Linked DNA regions of Arachis hypogaea: region 1 is linked to region 2. Evidence: chromatin contacts called from public Hi-C data. All regions are on one chromosome and are shown on one strand. Each heading gives the region's core, a stretch centred on a gene start, on an enhancer-like site or on the middle of the called end of the contact. The rest is flanking DNA. Distances are from core to core; before and after follow the strand shown. Region 1 overlaps LOC112706047 (two-component response regulator ARR17). Region 2 holds the start of LOC112708329.

The links. Hi-C and Micro-C count contacts between places; a contact is called where the count stands out from the background.
Region 1: a Hi-C map of an unstated tissue shows a contact between it and region 2, with 2.8 times the contacts expected there. The contact joins the enhancer-like site here to the promoter of LOC112708329 in region 2. A contact is called at or near these places in 2 of 8 Hi-C or Micro-C datasets (leaf and an unstated tissue).

Annotation. Positions count from the first base shown.
Region 1 is chr8:10,508,949-10,516,257 of arahy.Tifrunner.gnm2.J5K5, forward strand. LOC112706047 (two-component response regulator ARR17) reads left to right here. Exons shown (of 5, transcript XM_025757136.3): 1 at 1-105; 2 at 262-428; 3 at 1,577-1,654; 4 at 2,152-2,219; 5 at 2,504-2,905. The coding sequence ends at 2,798. Among protein-coding and RNA genes, the nearest start is that of LOC112706047, 3.9 kb to the left of the region's middle. Within about 2 kb of position 5,638, at least 3 of the 3 cell types and tissues checked have open chromatin away from gene starts, as enhancers often do.
Region 2 is chr8:10,396,873-10,404,162 of arahy.Tifrunner.gnm2.J5K5, forward strand. LOC112708329 reads left to right here and starts at 3,208. Exons shown (of 1, transcript XM_025760504.2): 1 at 3,208-3,948. The coding sequence starts at 3,208. The coding sequence ends at 3,948. It overlaps LOC112706043 (F-box protein 7), which reads right to left and starts at 438. Exons shown (of 11, transcript XM_025757132.3): 1 at 1-438.

The DNA of each region.
Region 1 (7,309 bases), core at 4,388-6,887, 110 kb after region 2:
ATACTACAAAGATTCAACAACAACATTTTCATGTCTTGGCAGTTGATGATAGTGTCATTGATAGAAAACTCTTGGAGAGGCTCCTTAGAGATTCTTCATGCAAAGGTACTATTTATTTATTTTATGTTCTTACTTAACTCCTTGGCTTTTAATTTGGATGTTGATGATATGGTGCCATTTCAATTTTGAGGAAAACTTTTTTATGATTTATTCAATTTGTGTTGTCATCAATTAATGTACGGTATATATATATATATGCAGTTACATGTGTGGACTCTGGTGACAAGGCTTTGAAATATCTTGGGCTTGTTGATGATGATGATGAACATCAAAATAATAATAATAACAATAGTTCTTCTTCATCAACCTCTTCAGAATCTTCATCATTTTCTAAGTCTTCTCCTTCTCCTCACCCATTACAACAAGAGGTTTAATTTATTCTTCTTCCTTAATTATTACCTTCTCATTATAGCTCATATATATGTTAGAATTTAATTTTATGATATACATATTATAGTGGTCTCTAATTTGTTGAAGTCTAAATTTCATTTCATGCCCGCTTTTTTATGTGTTTAATTAGTTTCCGTACATATAAGTTATTATTCATAGATATGATATGATACCCAATTTATTATCGTTTACGAAACAATTGATTTAACAAGCTAATTAGGAAACACCTGCAATTATATCTATTTATTATTTAATTTCCTCGTGAATGTTTGTTTCGAAGTTCTGATTTCTGACAATGTGACAAGAAGGGACTTGAAACTTGTTACAATATTGAGTCACGAGGAGTAGGATATATAATTTGAGATAGAGTTGTTGTGGAACCACATAAAAATAATAAAAATAAAAAAAACTAGTTCATTACTTCATTAAGGAAATCTTATCATAATTTACCTACCATTAGGAATTAGGATATATGTTTGGTTGGGTGAAAACGGAATGAAAGTATTTTCAGGGTAAAAATTGAGTTTATAAATTTTTATCACAATGTAAAATATTTTATGGAATTGTGCAATTATAATATATTTTTTTGGATGATCATTGATCCAATTAATATAAAATATAATTATTTTATATGCTTAAAAGTACATGTAAAATAATTTTATATTAACAGTATATTAAAATTAAATTTGTAAAAGTTTATGTATGCATTTTTGCATTAAAATCATTCATAAAATTTTTCTCTTCAACCAATTAAACCTACTTTATTTCTATGCAATTTCTTAGTTTTTTTTTTCATTGTCACGTCAACTTCAATTCTATTCATTTAATTAGGCCACGCATGCATAATAGGCATAAAAAATGCTTTATGATTAGAATTCATATTCACATATACTCATCAATTCATTCTCCCTTGTATATATTTGCATACCTTAATTATCAGTTATATATTCATATCTAAGAGATCAAAGTTATATATATTAGGTGCATTTATATAATTGCGTGTTCTGGCTAGAATCTTCATCATGAACCTTCAATAATCTTAATCAGCACCCATATTTGAACATTGATTTGAACTTAATTAACTTAATTATGTTGAAGCTTGAACATACATTTTGTTGGAATGCAGGGAATGAAAGTGAATTTGATCATGACGGATTATTGCATGCCTGGGATGAGTGGCTATGATTTACTTAAACGAGTCAAGGTCAAACACACAATCCTTATTATATCCGACATCTTCCCGAAATTCTCTCTGTCTTTTTTTTAAATAAAATAAAATAAAATAAAATAATATATTTTCTTGCTTGATGAATTACACTGACACTGAGAAGTGGTTTTTTTATTTTTTATTTTTTTTTTAAAAAAAAAGCTAAACATTCCCCTACTCATGAATCAACAGTTAAGGATGTATAATATTCTTTTCTCTTGTCATAAATTTGCAGAGTACATAAATAATTTTGTTTTGTTTTTTTTTTTTTACATCATCATAAGTCATAACTTTATTTTTTCTATTTTTAACAAGTAATAGTGTAAGCCTGCAATTCCAGTTAAAAAGAGGGAAAAAAAAGAAAAAGGAAAAGTAAAAAGTTCCAGATTTCAAGATCTAAGTTGGCTTTTGCTTTTTTTTTCTTTGTTGTTTATTTATTTTATTCCTTTCTTTCTCGATCTGTTGACATTACATTGCATTGCTTACTGCTGCAGGGATCTTCTTGGAAAGATGTTCCAGTTGTGATTATGTCATCAGAAAATGTACCTTCCAGAATCACCATGTAAGTTTTTTTTTTCCTTTTCTTTCATTTTATATGTATAATGTTTATTTTTTAAGTTTCCTTTTCTTTCCCTTTAAAAATATAAAAATTAATAAAAATTTTAAATATTTAAAATTTTTTATAAAAAATAAGTTCCACAAAAATTTGGCAGCAAGTGATAGATAACAAAAAATTGGCCTTCTAACTTTTGCCAACTTTTAATTTTTTCTTCTCAGAGTAGTATTTAAAACTAATTATAATAGCCATTTAATTGAAATTTTTATATTGTTGATATTATTATGTAGGTGCTTGGAAGGAGGGGCAGAAGAGTTTCTATTGAAACCTCTTCAGTCAGAAGATTTAAAGAAGCTTCAACCCTATTTTCTGAAACCACTTGATAATAATTCAAGTGAAGAAGGAGAATCTGCTAATAGTTCTATAGATTCAGACAATGAAAATAATCTCATCAGCAACAATAATAATATTAACAATAATAATAATAATAATAATAATAATAGTATTAGCAAAAGGAAGGCTATGTCTCCTGATGAGCCTCCAGAAAGATCAAGACCCAAAATGAAAGGGTTGGAAGTGGTGTAAACAAAATGAAAAGAAAAAACAAAATAGAGTGGTTTGATTATTTATGCATGCTCTATAGTTTATCCTTATGACTATGATCTTAATTAATTATCGTTTTTTTCCCTTAACTCATGAGCTTAATTAATGAAATCCCATCCAGGCCAGTATTGCAATTACAGCCATTCAAATGCATGTATAATTATTTATCTTTTAAGTTATTATTAGATGTTGGATGATGACGACATCGTCAATTTATTAATTAGATCAATTGTATCTAAATATGTTACCTATATTAAATATTTAAAGTGTTAGTATTAGAAAACGAAAATGATAGTATTAATGAGAAATGATTTTGACAAATAAAAGGAAACACTTTTAAAATTTTAATTTGGCAAGCTTCAATTTAACTATATTTTATCTTCCACGTTTTCAAATTATTCACGTGAAGTCATATAAAGATATTTTTATATAAACGTAATAATTAAGTATCGATAAATAATTTAATATAAAATATATTCAATATTTTAGTTATTATCATCGCATACAAATCTTAAACATTTTTATGTGGGTAACTATCATATTAATAGTATAAATCTGGAGCAGGTACAGCAAAAAATCAAAAATAATTTTATTACGTATGTAAATGATAAATATTAAAATTATAAAGGAATAAAAAAAAATAGATGAAGAAATTTTATTAAGGTGGAAGAATAGTTTAATAATAAATAAACTGTCATCACGGGTTAATAGTGTTTGTCTTTGAAAACACGCAAAAATGATGCACGCGACAAACCAAGAACTGACTAATTTGCCGCAAGAAGTAAAATCAAAGTTTTAATTTTGAGAGACAAATCCCTTCTTATATGGTGTCGGATCTCAATTCTAAGTTGGAGGAGTAAGGTGCTATGTATGTTATGTTTTGTTGTCACTGGCAACTACATACCTTATGCTTCTGTTTGTGGTTTTCTTTTACGTGAAGCTTTTAAGCTGCAAACATAACTTTTAGTTAACATTTTAATATTAAATTATTATTATTATTATTATTATTATTATTATTATTATTATTATTATTATGATTATTATTATTATTATTATTATTATTATTATGTTAGAAATTGCAGCCTAGGCGATTCCAAACATGGTTCTAAAATTATTGGCTATTTTTGTTCAGTTTATTATATTTTTATACAATAAAATTATTAGAAATTCGGCTTCATACTAATATAACAATTGACACTTCATATATAGTCAACTTCATAATTTTACATTGGGCGTGTTCTCTAATAAGTAATGACCAACTTTCAGATATAAACGAGTTCAATGATCTTTTCAAAAAATTGATTTGAGACTAAACAATATCTCATTTATCCACTAAAGTGTCGTGTATTGAATATTTAAATTAGTGTTTTTTTTTTTTTTAAGATGAGTTGATTAAAAGAACTGATTGTACTAAGAATATTAATATCTACAGCTACAAGGAATATAAAGGAGAATTAGTAAACAATTTTTATAATATAATTTATAAAAGATATTTGTTGGTACCAAAAGTTTAACCAATAATATTTTAATTTTAGTGTAATATACTACCATCTTGACTAATATCAAAATTGTTATTATTATTATTTATTATATATCTCTAATTTTAGAGTAAAAATGTGACACATGTCACTTTTTTATTATAATTAAAATTAAATTTTGTTTTTCAAAATTAAGAAATTTTTTTCTCCTCTTTACTAATTTTTACAACCAAAATGTGTCACATGTCTTCTCTCATTGTAATTGAAATGAAATCTTTCCTTCTAAAATTAAAGAATTCTTCCTTTTTCCTTACTAATTTTACAACCAAAATACTAATTTGACAATCAAAATATACAACATGACATTCTTTAATTGCATTAAAATTAAAATTAAAATATTAAAATTGAAATTGAAATTGAAATTGAAATATACCTATATTATGTATCGTGTATTACTATCTAATTTAATAATCAAATGTGTCACATGATACTCTTATTAAAATTGAGAGAAAATATTTTTTTAAAAGAATTAATAAATTCTCTTCCTAAATTCTCTCATCTACCTCTTTCCATTTTTCTATTTTTCTCTACTATTTTTACTCTATATAATTTTAAAAAAATTAATTTTGAGTTAATTTTATAACTATCAGTATAATTTTTTTATGCTAATATCTAATTATATTTTTATATACATAGAGAAAAAAATATTATTTTTAGATAGCAAGTATAAAAATTAATTATTTCTATTTGTGCAACAGACTTAACACCTAATTAAATATAAAATTATACACGTTAAATTGTTTTAAATTTTAGATAACAAATGTTAAAATTAATTATTAATAAAAAATTAGAATTTTTCATATAAAAATATTAACTAAAAATTTTATTATTTAATTTTTTATCTACATATACCTTGATCTTTTTAATCAGAGATTTTTATCAACCTACAATTTTTATTGTAAAAGTATTTTGATTTTATAAATCTTTTATGACATGCATAATCTATAACTATCAGAACAAAGTAGACTGTAATTCTAAAAAATTTATATTTCTATAATAATATTACGGGTAAAAATATTAGTTATTCATAATTTTATTAGAAAAATAGATTAATAAGAACATTAATACCTATTAATACCCTAGAACATTATAAAATGTTAGTTCTGTAATCATGTGAGAAATGAATAATTGAATAACTTCTTGATAAAATATAGAGTTAAATCTCCTTTTCTTTTCCCTTTGAATCATCACACCCATTCTACAAAGTACAAACTCACTGACTAGTGACTAGCGTTCTTTATCTACATGCTGGCTATTGGCTAAAGCCTTGTGGTGCAAAGAATTAATTTTTTATTTGTATTTTTGAAGAAACACGGTTGGGCCTTATCTAGTCTAGACTTGGGTGTATTGGACCTGTGTTTGAAAAGGGGTTCTTAGGTTTCTGGGGTAGACCCGGTTTAAATATTAAAATAAACATGTTAGATCACCACAACGTGGGGAATGAAATGAGATATTGATTGATCATTTCACTGGAGTGTATATATATATATATATATATATCCGGGCCGTGTGAGCTGAGACGGTAACTGATTTGGGGCCAGGTAAACAGTTTAATTAAATTTAAAAAAAAAAGTAATTTAAATAATAAATATTTATATTACTTTTAAATATTTTTTATTTAGTTTTTTAATTTTAAAAATGTTTATTTAAAAAAAATTATGATAATTTTTTTTATTTTAAGAAAAGTAATTTTTTTAATTTTTTTATAAATATTTAAATAATTTTAAAAAAAATTATAATTTAATTTTAAAAATTACATTAAACATTACTATTACTATTTTTCATAAATTAAAAACTAAAAAAAGGTAACTTTTAAAACTTTTTAAATGGACCGAATGCAACTAACTTATTATTAAGAGTATCTCGTTGTTAAGTGTAGTTATTTACAATATCATTTCCTATATTTTAGTTATAGATTGTTATTATCTGTTATTTGGTTTTTTAGTCAATTCTTAATTTCTGACTCTTTTCTTAGCCTCTGTTCACAGGTGTGTATGATGGGATTCATTGGCTTTGAGAAGTCTAATGTATATTTTCTTGTTTCTTAAGCCATCATTCATTACCTGTTTTCTTGTTCTCTGCATTAATGCTTCTTGGAGTCAAACCCTAAAATGGTTTTTGAGATTGACATCGTATACTAAAATCGTTTTTGAAATTCTAATCACCAATTACGTTTTCTGAGATTAAAAAAAGTGTACCATATTAGTCCCTGATTCATTTTCTATTAACGACGTGATGGCATAGTTTGATGACGTAGACTGTAAGTGACACGTATCACTCCATAATTTGATCATGTGTAATGGTAGAATGATGTGGTGACCAGTGATACGTGGCATGCTGATGTGAATGGTTGTGTCACGTGTCACGTTATTTGGCCACATGTCCATTTGTACCACGTGTCGCAATAGTATTCGTCCACGTGTCGTCCATTATGTCATCATTGTAGATACATCAAATTAGTCCTTTACTTCGTATTAAGTAACTCATTTTAGTCCCTGAAATTGAATGTCGTGCACCAAACTAGTCCTTTTACCAATTTTTTTCTCATTTTTTAAAATTTAAAATTTTCAATATCTTGAATGCACTAATTTTATTTCTATTTTTTCATATATCGTTTAAATACAAGTGCTTTCATAAAAAGTTTTAAGATTTTAGTTTTAATTATATAATTTTTTAATAATTTAATATTGGTAAATTTTGTAATATATAAGTATATTATTATAAAAAAATAATTATATGATTGATTAGACACATTTTTTTCATCAAAAAACATGTTTTTTAACAAGAAATCAATAATTAAAATAAATATTTTTTTGTTCTTATGAAATGCACGTTTTTGTTATGTGTAAATAAGTTAGATTGAAGACACTTCAAGCACCCTCACTATCATCTCCGACCTCTGCAGTCTAGATGAAGGAGGTCGAAGATGGTAATGAAAGAAGTTTGAAATGCTTT
Region 2 (7,290 bases), core at 1,958-4,457:
AGAAACGATAAGAGAAGTTACGAGAAACAAAAAATAAAAAGAGAGTAGGCTGAGAATCTTCGAAGGATTAATTGAACCGACGAACCCAAAACGACGGCGTATGGATGATTAGCAAAGTAAGTACGCGCCTTAACACGTTGGCGGCCCCAAATATTAAGACAACTAAACAGTAAACACATCTGGTAGTTAAAACCATTTTAAGACCACTTATATTGGATTCCCCTCTTTTATTCTCTCTCAAAAACAGAATGTACATTTCCTTTTTTGGGCCAATAAAACGAATACACGCAGATTGCGACCACATACATCATTATCCTTTAAAAACAATTATGCCGAAACTATTGCTTAACGACAAACACTTAAATAAAATTTTGATCAACGAGAAATCGGTGATTTTGCAATAGACTCATCTTTCACTAATGCTCTCTAGTTCTCCTCTTCTACTTATATTATTTTGTGTTCTTTTAATGGTGATTAAAGAAATTTGTCCAATCCGAACCGACTCTAACTTATTTGGATCGGGTTGAGTAAAAGATTTTAATAACCCAAACCGTATCGAATCTTATTGTTTTTGGTTGGTTTGGTTCTTGATTTGCTGAAAAACTTGAACAAAAACGGTACGTTCACATGAAAACTTCAAAATTATGGATTCACTATCTCACATTCTCACCCATTGAAGTGCCTGAGAAATTGGTCGCTCTACTCGACAAAAATACCAGATTTTTGTCCAAAGCGATTTGGGTGTTTCCTAACTTTTTTTTATACTATTTTATCTCATATATTTTTAAAATAAATCCAATATGTGTTTTGAAAAAAGAGTGAGAAGATGGGCTCAAGGACATGTGGAATATAATTGAACTTTAGTATGTTTTTGGTCATGGAACTTACATTTTTATCAACCAATAAAATGAAATCTAATATTCATCCAAGAACAATGCCTACTTTTATCATCCAACTTTTAACACATTAGGCTTGATGGAGGCCCAAATATGCATTTCTGCCCCCAGAGACTTGGATCTCAGTAACATCAACATGTGGCCCAATTATCCTTTTCAAACAGAAAATTATATGTTTTCGGCAAAGGTATTTGCCTTTTTGACAGCTACACCAGGATTGATTCCCAGCAATAAATAACCCACTTATGAAAAATCTTTTTCTTCCTATGATAAAAAGAAAAAAAAAGAGAAAATTATTTTTCTTCCGAAGCTTGCAAAAGAATAAAAATTAAAGCTCTTACATTTTAAACCGGAATAATATCTATATGGAAAATAAAAAGAGGATCGGATCCTCAGCTTATTGCTTTCTGACCTTGCTGTGTCACCACATAAATAAACCGAAAAGAAACAGGGAAAAAATGTATTCTACCTAGCAATATTTGATTCTTTGCCTTAAATTAATTCAAGTGCTATATATATGTGGATATCTCGGATTCTCATCATTGCAAAACAATCATCAAAGTTCGTGCTTTTTTTTTTCTACAATATCCTGATAAATTAAGGACTAATCTATTGTGGATTAGAACTCTATTTAATAATTTGTCATTGATTAATGAGTTACTGCATGCATAAGGCGTAATTTCAATTCCCAACACTTGATTAAGCGAATTAGTAAGCTAATCTGTACTATCAAAATCGAACTGACCCGCTCGATAGAACCGAAAACCCGGTAAATCGGCAACAAAACCGGTTAGGGTGAGCTAGCTAACTGGATAAAAAAAAAGAATTGGCGACACCCGATTTGAACCAGTCAGATTTAACGAAAACCAAAGAACCGGTGGATTTGAAAAAAATCCAAACTAGTTCGAACTCTTTTTTTTTCTTCAAATGAAACGGAGTCGTTTCAATTATTAAAAAAAAAATTGAAAGCTTGAAAAAAATCCAAGCTCGAAACGACCCAAACCCATTCCCTTTTCTTTTTCCCAAACTCTAAACGGCTGAGACCTGAAATTGAGAGAGACCCGTTCAGCCCTTCTCATTCTCACCGTGCTCTCAGTCTCGCTCTCGCATCACCCGACCACAGCCAGCACCATCTCCACCGAACGGTGCGACGTCGTCAGCTATTGCTACTCAGAGTCATTGTCTCGGTGGCCCCTGAGCATCTTGGGTCATCACCTCCTGTCCTGTGTCGTTGTGTGTCCGTCCTTGTCCTCCTTTTGCCGGTCCGGTCGTCCAGTCGTCCCTGTCGTCGTCATCAGCGCTGTACTTCTTCTTTGGTCTCCCTCTTCTCTGTTGGCGGTGCATCAGCCATAAGGTGTGTATTTTTTTTATTTTTAAAGTATTTAGTATTTCAAATTTTCAATAATTTAGTACTTTAGTTAAAATTAATTGATTAATGGTGTTGATTATCTATGTTGATTATATTTGGTTGATTATAAGTGTATAACTTGTTGATTTCTGTTTGATTTCTGTTAGATTGTTCAATTTTTTGTTTTATGTTGTTGGTGTAATATATTGTTGATTATAGTGTAATATATTCTTGCTATATTTAATATGTTGTTGTTATATTTGGTTGATGTTGTATATTATTCTTAATAAATTGTTGTTGTGTATTATTCTTGTAGATTAAAAATTTAGGATGGTTTCATCAAATATACCATCAGAAACACCAACTTTCCATGAACAAGAATCAACTCCTAATGGAATAATTGGAACCCAAAAAAATAGCAATAGATAAAAAATTGATCCTGCATCGGCCATTGTAAGCAAGTTGTGAATAAAAAAAAACTGTTATGTTATGTATTTATTGCGAGAAGCTTATTAGGGGTGGAGGAATTAACCGGGTTAAGTATCATTTGGATGGAAAAGGTGGAGATATTGAGGCATGTCGAAAGGTGCCAGCTGCAGTGAGGCACCAAATCAATCAAAAGATTGAAGATCTTCGAACCAAGAAAAAGAAAACTCAAGAAGAATATGTAGAAAGTTATAATTCTTGTGATGAAGTTGAAAGAGAAGTTGATGAGATTAAACGTAATGAGATGTGACAACAACAAAAATCAAGGCTTCCAGCACCTAGCTCTAGAAAAGAAAACAACTCAAGAGATTACAATCTTTTTTTTTTCTATCGGCAGTAACACCTGGAGCTCAACAAACTACCAAAAGTGTTCTCCAAAGCAAAAAAATTGTGGAGAAGTGTGATATTGCTATTGCGAGATGGATGATGGATGCCTCTGTGCTATTTAATGCGGTTAATTCAGCTTATTATTAGACAATGATTGATACTATTGCAAACATAGGTGCAGGGTATAAAGGGCCAAATTATGGAAGAATTTGTGGATATTTGTTGAGTAAATTGGTTGAAGATGTAAAGAAAATGATTGAAGATTATCGTGAAATTTGGAAACAAATTGGATGTATTATCATGGTCGATGGATGGATTGATCGTTGTAGGCATACTTTAATTAATTTCTTGGTTTATTGTCCTAAAAGAATCGCTTTTCTAAAGTCAGTTGATGCTTCTCATGTCTTGAAAATTGCTGATATTTTGTTTAAGTTGCTTAAGGATGTTGTATTATTTGTTGGTCCTGAAAATGTTGTACATGAAGTGACGGATAATGCTGCAAATTACGTTGCTATTGGAAGGTTGTTGGAATCAGAGTTTCCTAGATTGTCTTGGTCTCCTTATGCAGTACACTTTGTTAATTTGATGTTTCAGGTTATTGAAAAGTTAGAGGAAGTGAGTAAAACTATGTCACAAGCTTCGAAGATTACGAAGTATATCTATAATCATTGCCATCCTTTGTACTTGATGAGAAAGTTCACAGGCGGACGAGAAATACTTCGTCCATCTCCAACTCGATTTGCCACTAATTTCATTACTTTGCAAAGTATTTTAGCTCAAAAAGATGCATTGAAAGCTATGGTGACATCTAGAGAATGGACAAACTCAGCTTACACTAGAGAAGTCAAAACTAAAAAGTTTATGAAACAAGTCTTAGATTCTAAATTTTAGAATCAATGTACTGATATTGTTAAGCTTACTCAGCAACTTGTTCGTGTATTGCTATTGTGGATAGTGAAAATAGAGTTGCAATAGATTTTCTTTATCAAGCTATTTATAAGGTTAGGGAAGAGATGGTGAAGAGGTTTCAAAAAAGAAAGACGGTTGTTGATCCTTATTTAAAGATTTTAGCTACACGCTGGGATTCAGAACTTTGAAAAAATCTTCATACTGCTGGTTATTGGTTAAATCCAGCTTTTCGATTTAATGCTGGAGAATTTAAAAAACACATGTAAACAACTTCTAACCTACTAGATGTCATTGAGAGATATACTTATGGTGATGCAAATTTGAATTATAAATTGATAAGTGAGATGAGAATATTTAAGAATGTTGAACAAGACTTTGGAAGACAATCTGCAATACGTGAGCGAAACACAGTGATGTCTGGTAAATTTTTTATTAAAATTAGTCTTTTATGATTGTGGTATGTTTATGATTTGATTTTTATGATTATTATTTCCTTTTTATGTTAAGATCAATAGTAAAAATCTTATAAATGTGGAGCATCAAACTTACAAAAATTAGCTATTCGTGTTTTGAGTAAAAGTTGTAGTTTTTCAGGTTGTGAGCGTAACTGAAGCATTTTTTAACACATTCACTCAAAGAAAAAGAATCGGTTAGATCATAAAAAATTTAATGATCTTGTTTTTGTTTATTATAACTTACAACAAAGGTACTTTTTTATTACTCTTTCTTGAAGGCATTATTTTAAATTTATAGTCACAATAAGAATAATCAAGTTAATTGACAATATAGGAATCGAATGAGAAAACAATATTATGATCCAATTTGTCTTGATGCATTTGAGGATCATTTAAAATGAATAATGGAAGATTCACCACCATTTTTAACTCCTGAAGAAGTTCATGCTTTAAAGAATGATCTTGCAAATATGTCTCTTCAATCAATTTTAGATAATTTGGGTATGTTTTTGTTAGGGAAGATTTTGTAATACTTTAACCAAATGTTTTGCCTTATTATTAATTATGATTTGTGAAACATTATTGAAATGATAGATCAATTGAATCTGGAAGATGATCGAGATGATGATAAAGCTAATAATAATTCTGTGAAAAATACAAATCAGAATGCAGCTCCAGATTTATCAGATGAAGAAAGATATCCAGACTTTGAAATTACTCTTTGGATATAATCCAAAGATTGTTATTTTTATTGTGTTAAATTGAGATACTAATGTAATAGTACTAATAAATTTTATATTTATTTTCGTATTACTTATTTTTAGAATTTGAAACTTAATGTTTATTAAAATGTTACTGAATATATGTATTTTAAAATTTAATTTTTAAATTTTTTGCTATTTTATGTTTTACTTATGTGGGACTGAATTAACCAGTTGAACTAGTAACCAGTAACCCAATAATCTGACTGGTTCGTGTTTAGTTGTTATTTTATGTATATAAGAAAAAACTATAAAATTTTAGATTAATTATCTCATTCTTTACAAATGAAATATCAACCACTGCGTTTATTTCAATTTATGAAGTACGAACAATAATACGAATATAGAATATGATACGACATGAAACACGTGGATATAGAAATTTTAATTTTTTATAAGATATAGGGACATAGCATATATAAAAAATATATAGCTTTTTTAAAACGAATTATATAATATTTTAATATTTTATTAATGTTAAAATATAAATTAATATTTTAACTATTTTTAATACATTTTTAATTATATAAAGTACTTAATGTAAATTTTTGTGTTAATAAATATAATATATACTATTTTTACACTTATTTAAAGAATATAAATTAAAAATAATTTGACACATAATAATATTTAAGTATAAAATATATTTAAAATATTATTTTTTTATTAAAATATAATTCGTAACAAAAAATATATATTCCAAATGACTATTATATTTAAAATATATTTGACACATAACATAACAATTATCAAAGTGTTTGTAATTTATAGATTTCAATTTTCAACCCTAGATAGTTGGCCGTCCATAATGTTTATATTTTTTTGTTTTTGTAATGAATAAATAAAAAGGAGTGACATTTGTTTCTCTAGAAAAGGTTGGAGTGAAAAGGGGGGAAGGAAAGTTGAATATATTTTTCGTGGAAGTTGAGAAATGAATCTAATGAAATTAAAATTGGAAACGAAGGATCTGAATCACCGACTACCTAGTGCAATGTAATGTAGTGTGGTATGAAACGAAACTATCTCAATGGGAATCATAAAAAGTAATCGGACCTTTGCTCCTCTTAGCTACCCTTAAGTGCTTTATTTGTTTTTATCGATTAAATTCGATTTGCATATTTATTATATTTATTTGAATTAAATTTAAAAATTATAAATATAGATTTGATCTGTAAAATTATTGGATCTAATAAAATTGGATTATACATTTTATGTAAGTATTCGTATATTTATAAAAGTAAAGAAATAAATAAATAAATATTTATTTTATATTTTATTTCAACTAATAATTATTATATATATTGTATTATTTTAATTTATTATTTAAAAAATATATATTTAATATCATTTTAAGAGTAAATATATTTAAAAAATAAAAAAAATGAATTTTATTGATATTTTTAATAAAAATAAACTTTTAAAAATATTTTTATATTTTACGGATATATCTGATATCTAATTTCCAATTCGATTTGATCAGATCGGATTTAAACTCAAAAACTGTAAATATTATATCTGATTCAATCTAATAATTTTAGTGCGGATCAGATCGAAATTTTAGTCATATCTAATTCGATTCGATCCGCATTCATCCCTATTTATTTGATGTCTTATTCGATCACTATACATAGCGAGTCAATTTTTATTTGGTTGGATGAGTCCAATTCACTTATTAAAACAATGCTGTGAAAGCGCCATATATGTAGGACAATGTGTGACACCATTGATGTCGTTAACATTAAAATAGCCAACAAAAGACATCCAACAAAATTAAGAACACCCTAGCTAGCTAGTGTCGTCATAAAGAAAATTATTGTAAATTATTTGGCTATTTGCATTGATGTGTCATTATCCTTCACAAAAGCATGGTAGTATGAAATTAATTAAAATGGAAAAGCACCATATGTTGGACGGTGTAAACTTAGTAGATAAATTAAAGGACTTGAGTGCTATGACGATAGACTGTGGCATCACATGAAATTAGTAGAGAATATGGTGCCAACTTTCTCTTTACCCTAAATAGGGTTATTATGTTGCTTGATTTTTCTTCGACTTTGATACAGGTATCGAATCAAATTTATATCAATAATTTTAATATCAAAAATAGA